2 separate regions of the Gossypium hirsutum genome follow, and region 2 is linked to region 1. The links are chromatin contacts, called in public Hi-C maps. All regions are on one chromosome and are shown on one strand. Each heading gives the region's core, a stretch centred on a gene start, on an enhancer-like site or on the middle of the called end of the contact. The rest is flanking DNA. Distances are from core to core; before and after follow the strand shown. Region 1 holds the start of LOC107918011 (auxin response factor 5). Region 2 holds the start of LOC107918008 (protein IQ-DOMAIN 32).

The links. A called contact is a pair of places that touch in the nucleus more often than the background predicts.
Region 2: a contact with region 1 is called in a Hi-C map of leaf, with 1.8 times the contacts expected there. The contact joins the promoter of LOC107918008 here to the promoter of LOC107918011 in region 1. A contact is called at or near these places in 2 of 34 Hi-C or Micro-C datasets (hypocotyl and leaf).

What each region holds. Positions count from the first base shown.
Region 1 is chrA01:22,783,834-22,789,003 of Gossypium_hirsutum_v2.1, reverse strand. It overlaps LOC107918011 (auxin response factor 5), which reads right to left and starts at 2,678. Exons shown (of 14, transcript XM_041076647.1): 1 at 1,674-2,678; 2 at 1,304-1,416; 3 at 747-845; 4 at 611-667; 5 at 311-463; 6 at 143-227. The coding sequence starts at 1,785.
Region 2 is chrA01:22,988,948-22,994,117 of Gossypium_hirsutum_v2.1, reverse strand. It overlaps LOC107918008 (protein IQ-DOMAIN 32), which reads left to right and starts at 2,164. Exons shown (of 6, transcript XM_016847494.2): 1 at 2,164-2,738; 2 at 3,681-4,172; 3 at 4,255-4,461. The coding sequence starts at 2,655.

The sequences.
Region 1 (5,170 bases), core at 1,429-3,928:
GTTCCCACCGTTAACATATATTTTTATACATAACAATTCTGCTTTACAATGAGAACTAGCAATAAAAACCGATCTTGCCAGTTTTCCTTTTAAACAGAGTCCATGATTGAAGCAGAAGGTAAATAAACAAAAGAACACTTACCACGGTATATATGACGAAACGTCCAGGTGTTATCATGCAAATCTCTCACAACAAGCTCTTGCGTTGGAGGTTGCATGGAATAATCCTAAAAAACAGTAATATGAATAGTAATGTCCCTGAATGATCATGCATACTTGCAATGCTTTGATCAACCAATTAGAACCTTACCAATGAAGGAAAGAGCTTCTCAGCTGCTCTACGTGGCACTGAAAAACCACCGTGTGTACTTGTATCACTTGCAGTCAAAGTTTTGCAGAAAAATTCATTAGGATGCTTGCTCAGCTTCAATCCGAAGTCTGGTATAGGGAACACATCTTTTTCCTAATCAAAGCAAAATTTTATAAATGAGAACCTTGCACATTGTTATAATGTCAAAAAGGGATTTTTCTCTTCTTTTTATCACTTTTGAATATATAGGAAATTCATAACAGTTTGGAGATGTATATTTATTCAACTAGAGAAGCTTACAGAGTTCACTGGTTGAAGACTCATTTGGGCATATATTTCGTCGGTGTCTCTGTCTGCCTGTCAAAGATTACAAAGAAGAAACATCAGTGTTTATTTTGGAAAGGATATACATGGCAGGAGCATAAAAATGACTCACATGTAATGTAACGTTATGAACTTGGCACATTAACTGAGATGGAAGATTTGGGTAGTTGGGAATTTGAGAAGTCGCCATTCTTTTAGTGGACACTGCTACCTGCTCAAAAGAATAAAGCCCTCATTAGTCCTTTGGTTCTTCATTAAATACAAAATAGAATTCACTGAAAGGCTGTAATGTATTTTTGGGATTTTAGTACAGTTTTTTTATCAGATATTATAAGACCACACTCTAATGGTTAGGCTGCTATCAAAGTGATATATTGGCTCAAATTCCTGCCAAGTTTCAGTCAAAGATGTCAAAATGCAACTCATACACTGCAATATCTTCATGCAATGAATTAAAACACCAAAAATACGCAAACATAAGAGAAAGTAAAGCAGGTTGTGAAAGTTGAATGTTTAGCAGTCATCAGTCTAAGGTCTCATTATGTTAGTGCTAAAGAATGCTACAAAATAAACAAGGCAAAAATGCAAGAAAAAGAAGAAAGGCTGGGAGATAAGTCAAAAGGGGGAGAATAAGAAGGCAAATATCAAGTGTGAGAAATAAATGCAAACCTGTTCGCTATGTCCTTGAGGAAAGTAATACACAAGACTTCCCACCTGAGGCAAGGAAACAAGTGGACCAGCACAGGCATGCCATAACTCGGAATTTATAGCCTTACGGGTACCTGAGATCAGTCAGGAAACAAATCCATCACATGCTTTCACAGAGATTACCTATTACGCTTTTGTAGACTTAAATGAATCGCCATTAATACCCAGTATTAATGACTCCTCTCATTGTAAGCTTCTATGTTGAAGAAAGCAACGTCAATGGTTCTTTCAAATTATTAGCAACATGAACCTTTGAGATATCGAATGAAAACTGAAAGGAAAAGATGAAAGAACACATTTGTGAAAAAAACTAAACCAACAAAGGACGAACCAGATTGATCTTGCATTTCTTTCAATAGCTTCATTTCCTCAAGCAGAGTGGACTGTGCACCTACATTAACCAAACCTCCTTGTTTGATCTTCTCTTCAACGACAGAACCCATCTTACTAAAACAATTCTTCCTTTTTTAGACTCTTTACCATACCCACCAACCATAAGAACTCAACGCAAAGACCCCACCTTTACATCTTCGTTTGAAAAACTAAAGAAAAACAGACCCTGGACTTCCAAAAAGAGAAGAAACAAATTCCCATTCCCATTGCTCCACCGAGTCTGAGTCCCACCCAAGCAAAATCACGTATTGTATCTTTTACAGATGGACAATTTAGCAAAGGGAAAAAGGAATATGATGAAACTCTAGGGAAAAAGAAAAGGCCCGATTGGTCAGAAAAGAGAACCTTTTAGCCCCTCTCTCACCCTCAACAACAACAAGAACAGGCAACAGCAGAACCAAAGTCCAAAATCAAGGAACAAAAACCTGCAAAGAAAAGGGAACAAACACTGGAAAGAAAGATCTTTTCTTATGTGGGCCTTTTGATATGACCAAAAAAAAAAAAACACCTCCCCCTTCAGTTAGCAGTATCAAAGCACGCCGACCATAGCATTTGAGTAGCCTCTCTCTCTCTCTCTCTCTCTCTCTCTCTCTCTCCCCCAAAAGATAAAGACCTTTCAATGAAACCCCACCATCCTCATCATCACTTTGATTCCTCCCCTCTACTCCATCATCATAAAATTAACAAAACCCATAGCTTAAAACTTGTAAATTTTCAATTATTTCCTCTCTTTATAATACCAAAAAGAAAATGAATAAGTAAGTTGCTTGAAACTAGGAAGAGTGTGCATGCTCTTATCCTGCGCACACACTTTCTATATAGGTGTGATTCCGTTGCAGCTTTAAACTTCAAACCAATACATTCTATTTATTAATATACAATAAATAAAATTACTAAAAAGAAAATTAATAAAGAAATGTCGAAAAAACAGAGCAAAGCTAACAGAACACGAAACAGTACGCAGTACATAGAGCTAAAGAGAAAATAATAATTAAGATTTTCTTGTTATTTTTTTCAAAAGAGGAGGGAGAGAGGCGCGTAGAAAAATGAACAATACCTACGTGGTAAACTTTATGACGTGGACAACAAGGATTGGTTGCGTTTTCTATATTTTATTTTTTATATATTAATTTATAATAAACAAAGAGTAATAAATAGAAAAAGCATAGCTTTGATGTACTTTTTTTTCTTTGTGTATGATATTTGACCGATCGTCGTCACGCGTGCGGTCCACGACAAAATTAAGTGAGGAAAGTGGGGCAATTTACATCTGACACGTGTTGCCTTATTTTTCTTACTCCACTGTCACGGCGCCGTTTCTTCATTTCACGTCACATACTATTACTCTATACCAACTTGCCAAGGTATGGTTTTTTATTCTTTTTAAATTTTTTGGCAAATAATTTCTTTTATATACTGCATTTATTGAAATAACTCTTAATATTTTATGTTTTTGTAAATAAGTATCTTACATGTTTTTGTGGGTAAATTTGAGGTATATCTCAATTTTATAAAATATTTAAGGTTTTAGATAATTTTTTAGATATTTAGGAAAATAGATCAATTTTAGTGAGAAAAATATCTTTAGAATTTTTTTTTGTTAGGCGTTGAAAATTTAGAAAGAGATTTAATTGTGTTTGAGGTTGACATTGTAATAGTTTTAATGTATATTTAAGTTCACGGTGATGCAATAGTATTCGGAGACCCACACATTTCATCTACCATTTCAGGATGGAACCATCACCTTCGAAGCTCATCCCATTGCAACTCAAGCTCTTAGTTCACAATGCTTATACGGTCACGGGTTGAAATATACTAAAGCTCCTAGTTGACAGTGATTATTTGGTCACAAGTTCAAGTTTTATGATACCAGAAGAGGATGCTTTATAAACTCTATACATAAGTTTGAGACCATAATCCTAGGGAAAAACAAAGGGGCTTTGTAGCATAATGAACTTATTCTTTTTATCTATATCCACCAAAAGCAGTATCCTTAATGTAATTTTCTGAAATCTATAATAGAGTTGGATGCAAAGGGACTTTCAAGAAAAGAGTGATTGTAGTGGTGGGGAGAAGCTAAAACACTAGTCGAGGTAGCAGCAGTTGTAGTTATTAATGAGTTCTTTAACCACAACAATCGTTGCCAGCCTAAAAGGACTTTCAACTTTTCTCCACCATCACTCCTCCCCTTGAAAGTCCTATTACTCTCAACTCTGTCATAAGTTTTGAAGAATGAGGTTAAGAATACTGCTTTGGTGGATATGGAGAAAAAGACTAAGTTGATTATACTAGAAAGCCCCTTAGATTTTCCCTATGATTATGGTCTTAAACTTATGTTGAGGTTTATAAAGCATCATCTTCGAGTAGCATGAAACTTGAACTCATGATTGCATAACCATCATCAACTATATCTCGAGTTATACAACAACCTATGATTGCATAATCACCACCAACTGGGAGTTGTAGTTATACTTCAACCCGTAAACGTATAACCACCGTGAACTAGAGCCCGATTTGCAATGCGATGAGCTTCTAAGGTGATGGTTTGATCCTCACAGCGCAAATGAAATGTGGGGGTCTTTGAACGCCACTACATCACCATTAACTCAAACACACCTTAAAATTATCTCACTGTCTCCCTCAAATGCAAACACAAATAAATCTTTTTGTCCAAACATTTCAACACTCAACTAAAAAACAATAATTTAGGAAAGAATTTTTTATTTTGTAAGGGACGGTGGTTGTAATGGCCTAAATTCAAGGTTATCGGAATAGTGATTTCGTAACCACAAATCTAATTTCAAGAGAAATTTATTTCAATATTTTTGCATGAAAATTGATATGATAGGAAAATCGTATGAAAATATTGATAGAAAAAAATTTTACCGATTTAGTGGTTAGTTAGAAAAAGAAATTATTGAAGAAATTGGGTAAAAACAAGATATCGGGACCTCTATCTCATAAAACCAAGTCAAAAATAATTTTATAAATATTTATGAAATGTTAGTAATGTGGTATTAAAATTTCGTTAGGAAATTTTAATGTTTGGGTAGTCAATTAAATGAAAATGACTAAATTGTAATAGGTGTAAAAGTTGCTAGAATGATTAAATAGCTTAAGAGTCTAATGAGAAAGGATTTAAAAGGCAATTAGACCCAAAATTTATTTGGGCTGGACGGCAAAGGCATGAAATCAGCAGGAAAATTGATAAATTAAGGGCAAAATTGGAATATTGCAAAATTAACTAAATAAAACTAGGACTAAATAGGAAATATCTAGATTTCTCTTCATTTCTCTTCAATTCCAGCAGCTAAAATGCCATAGGAGGGTTCTCTAAGCTGGTATTACATAATTTTTGCACCAAATCCAGAAGATTCAAATACGAAGCTAGATCGAGGAAAGGAAAAAGTTCGGGATTAGTAGATTTTTTTTGTT
Region 2 (5,170 bases), core at 915-3,414, 210 kb before region 1:
ACACGGAATTTTCCTTAATATAGTAGAATGTTATAAAATCAATTTTTTACTAACTCATATGGTGGTTACTATATGTATACACGTATACGCCTAATCATTTGAGGCAAATAACACTATGCTAGATAGACTATTTTACTGTTATATGTCAAAATTTTAGACCCTCTAAATTTGGGGTGTTATACAGTTACATATGGTGTGAAATTAGTATGAGTTCCTCCAATATTATCCGGACCATCATTGTCATAACCACTCTCTTCTGGTTTAGAAAGAACGGGGTATAGTTAAAAAAATAATACAATTTTTGAGCCATCTGGCTTGGCCTCAAAGATTAGATCATTATTGGTTTCAGATCCCTCTTCGTTCTCAGTTCTTTGTTTGTTATCAACACCAGCTGCACATCTAAAGTTGGATGTCCCTTCGTCGGTGCAGGTAGTAGAGAGCACATCATCTGTTCGTGTAAACCCTACGTTAAAACAAATATAACTTACGGATTCCCCACTGGTGTAACTTGATGGCATAATCGTACAAGTGTTTCCAGCATAGAACATCGATTTTCAAAAGTTGAGATTAAAAACACTCACAGAATGTTGTGCCAATGTGTTAAAGTTTGGGTTACCAATGAACCCCAACTATTGGACGGGTTGTGCGCCAAAGTTGAAATCGAGGGCTGAAATCGATGAATGCCTTTCCATTGATGATTTTGGCATTTTATGATAGGAGCTTTGTAAAAATGCTGTGAACCCACTGCACAAGTTTCATGCCACCGGAAGAGGATGTTTATAAACCCTATACATAAGTTTGAGACCATAGTCATAGGGAAAACTAAAGAGTTTTTCGATATAATAAACTTATTCTTTTTCTTTGTCTCTAGCAAAAGTAGTTCCTTAACCTCATTATCCATAACTTGTGACAAAGTTGGGAGCAAAAGGACTTTCAGTGGAGAAGTGATTGTTTTGGTGAAGAAAAGTTGAAACGCAACTCAGAGTGCCAACCATTGCTATGATTAAAAAGCTTATTAATAACTACAAATGTTACCGCCCTGACTCAAGTTTCAACTTTTTCTCCATCGTCATAGTCGCTCCCCTCTTGAAAGTCTTCTTGGCCCCAACTCCGTCACATGTTTCGAACAATGAAGTTAAGGATACTACATTTGATGAGGATGGAGAAAAAGTATAAGTTGATTATACTAGAAAGGCCATTTGTTTTTCCCTGTGATTATGGTTTCAAACTTGTGCATGAGGTTTATAAAATATTCTCTTCTGATATCATGAAACTTGAACCCGTGACCACATAACCACTGTCAACTAGGCTCCCGAGTTATACTTCAACCCGTGACCGCATAACCACCGTGAACTGGGAGCTTGAGTTGTAGTCCAATGGGCTTTTACAATGATGGTTCCATCCCCACATGACAAATGAAATATGTGGGTCTCTGAGTGCCATCACATTACCATGAACTCAAACATACCTTAAAACAATCACAATATCTACCTCAAACATAAAAACAAATAAATCTTTCTCCTTGAATTTCCAACACAAAAAAATAACAAGTTTTTAGAAACAGAAAACACGTTTTGCAAGAAGTATTTTATGTTGAAGTGGTAGCAAGCAACCTGAAAGCGCATCCTATAGGGTTTTTCTGCCCCTAGCTAACACCTCAGTAGAAAACACTTCCTGTAGGACGTGTTTTCTGTTTCTATCCCAAATTTGGGTTATTTCCTTAAATATTGGAAAAAACAGCCTAAAACCCTAATTATTTTTTAAAAACAACATTTTCTTCAAATTTACCCGCAATTATCCTTATTAATCAATAAAAATTTGTTCCCTTTTACTCTTCTATTTTTTTTTGTTTTTTATTTCTTTATTATTTATTTCATAACATAAAGTTATTAAAAAGATGTAAAAGAAAATTAAAACCTTAAAAAAAGGTTTTTTTGGAATTTTAAAAAAATATCAATGATTTAATTAAAAAGATTGAATTTTAAGATTTTTAGTAAATTATAGAAAGATGAGGTGGCTATTATTGGAGGTATTTGTCATGATTATGAGGCAACAACTTATTTGATGTACTATCATGGCTCCACAATAGTATATCTGCACATTGCTGTTATTGGATCTTTCCCCATAATCGCAGACTTGTTTTAGTATGCATGTATGTGTATGTATGTGTGAATTCAATTACACTTTTCTACAAAGCAAATCATGATATCTTCTGAGTTCAGACATCTCCTTTAGGATTTTCCCTTATAAATGATTATTTTATAATTAGAATTTGATAATTTTGTGTTATTAATCATGTAAATATAAATTTTTTTAAATTTTTTTCATTTATTTTAATAGAGAGGAAAAGAAAAGTGTGGAGTTCTGACAGCTTTCTTCTTTTTCGCTTCTCTCAAACGAACGTAACAGGAACAGTAACAGAATCATGATAAGTGGCGGATTCCAACATAAAAAGTTAATAGATTTTAAGGACTGTGTTTGAGGTCCGTGTTTTCCGTTTTTTAACCTTTGCTGCAATTTCCAATACCCAATCCACACACCAAAATATTAGACTGTCGTGTCCCTCACACACTCGGTAGAGTTAAAAAGACTTCAGAGAGTGAAGGATAGAAGAAGAAAGCAAAGGGAAAGTCAATTGAATTTTTTTTAAAAAAATGGGAAAATCCACTTCCTGTTTCAAACTCATCACTTGCGGCAGCGATTCCGCTGAAAAAGACGACGCCATTGATGTCCCTGAGGTAAATTACGGCTGCATTTTCCCCCTTTTTTTTGTTACTTTGCTTTGAATTAGTATTTCATCTGCTGTTTCGAATTGCATTTCACCTTTTAGTTTAATTTTTGGATTTGGTCGAGGAATGGGAGTTTGAAAACTTGTCTTACACCAGAATTTTAAGATCTGAGAATTCCTGCCTTAGCATTTTTTATCAGCAATGTCCAAGCTGCCTTTTTTAACTCTGATTATTTTCCATAATTTTTTAAATGCAAATAGTTTTCTCGGTATCAAGTTTCGAAACTCTCAAAGGTTTTTAAAATTTATCTTCTTTTAACTGGTTTGGTTTCATCTTTTTAAATGTGCTATGATATGAGATTTAGGGTGAGTTTGGATGGGCTTTACTTGCGATTAGTGTAAAAACAGCGGTGGCGGTGAGATTAGATACTGTAAATACTGTAGCATACACCGTACCCAATCGCCAATCCAAACCCACCCTTATTTACTTTGTTCTTCATCTGATTAGTTTAACTGCTACTGATGCCATTGGTGACTGGAAATGACTGATAAGTTTCAATTTCTGAAGTCGTAAAATGTGTTTTAAAGAGGAACTGTGAGGTTAATCCCTTTTTTTTTCTTCATATTTTTAAGTATATGCAGTGGTCCATCTTTTGTCTCTTAGATAGACGACAGTTCAATAGTACTGATATGTCCTTGTTGGGACTCCATTGTTGATAGCCATCGTTAGATCTCAATGGAAAAGCTATAGATTCTAGCAAGAATTTAGAGTTAAGGGCATTTTAATTCGTTTAAGTTCAATCAAACAAGCAGTAAGATCGGGCAGAGTTGGACTTCAGAGCGAAGAGCACCTGAATTCATTCAAAACAGAGCAATTGTTCTTTTTTGTTCTCCCTCTTTCTTTTCTTGGTCTCCCTTTGAACTGAATTAGGCCGTTTAAATTTCATTCCAGAATAAGAGATCAAGTGACAAAAAGGGATGGAGTTTTCGGAAGAGATCTGAACGGCATCGAGTGCTTAGCAACTCTGTGATACAAGTAACTACCACTACAGGACTTAAGGAAAGTCAAGACTCTGATGGTTTTGAGTTTCAACAGCAAGATGTCTCGGTTGCTTCTGAGAAAACCTCCACTGTTCAGTACACTGAAGAGAAACCTCAGCTGATGACACCAAAAGAGTACATTGAAGAAAAATCCCAGTTGGTGGCACTGAAAGAGTACACAGAAGAAAAATCTCACTCGCTGACGCCTATAGAACTTGCTGAAGAAAAATCTCAGTTGCTGGCACCGATAAAATGCACTGAAGAAAAATCTCAGTTAACCCCAGAGCCAGCGGAATCGAAAGTGCCTGAACCTATTACTGCCACTACAAATGAGGCTGAAGATGATTTCAGCCTAGATGAATCTGTTGTTGTAATCATCCAGACTGCAATCAGAGGGTTTTTGGTATAATTTCTTTCTCAGTGTGAGTTTAAAACTTTCGAATTGGTAATGTGTCTTGCATTTTTTCTTATGCATTCATTTGCAGGCACAGAAAGAGCTAGGAAAGCTTAAGAATTTAGTAAAGTTGCAGGCTGCTGTGCGTGGGCACTTGGTCCGAAGGCATGCTGTGGGGACCTTACGGTGTGTTCAAGCCATTGTCAAAATGCAACTTCTTGTTCGTGCTCGCCAATCTCAAGAAGGATCTTATGTGGAAAAGCTGGATGGCAAGCACCAAGAAGTCAATCAAAGATTGGTAATTCGTTCAGCTCAAATCAATAATTAGGAGTCACAAGACTGTTTTCCTTGTATGTTCTGGTTCATTATTGATGGGTGACATGCTAGCTTCCTGTTTAAAGAAAACTTTATCATTACAATTTACCTTGTGTTTGAATCTATGGCTATATTTTTTTTATTGACTTAAGTCCTGTGCCTTGGTGTAATTAGGATTTAGGCATGATTCCTTTAGACAGCTTATTTCTAGTTCAACTAAAGTGTGTAGGGTAGTGCTGCCTGGATGGCCTTTCATAAGTAAGAGGCATTCTATGAGCATGTTCTATTTTTACGAGCATGAAAGTTCAAAGTGATCCTTAAAGACCTGTTAAAAATATTCGCTTCAGTCCACCTGGCACAAATCTAATTTTAAACAACGGCTGCAGAGTGAGTTGCACCTGTAATTTGAACGACCTTACTATTCAGTTGCTGTTTGAGAGAGATACGTATCACATAGGATTTGTTTACTTTTTTGATTAGCTTTGCAAGAAATTCAGGAATTATGGACTAATGGTCCTACTTCTCATGTTGTTTATTTAAGTAATTTCTTTTTATATAAAACAAGATGCAATGAATTACATAGAAAATACATCAAAGAATATCTAGAAAATACATCAAAGAATATCATACAGTCCTTATGATTAGCGGGATTATGGTGGTCTAAATGGAGAGTTCTTGTGCTGATACATGAC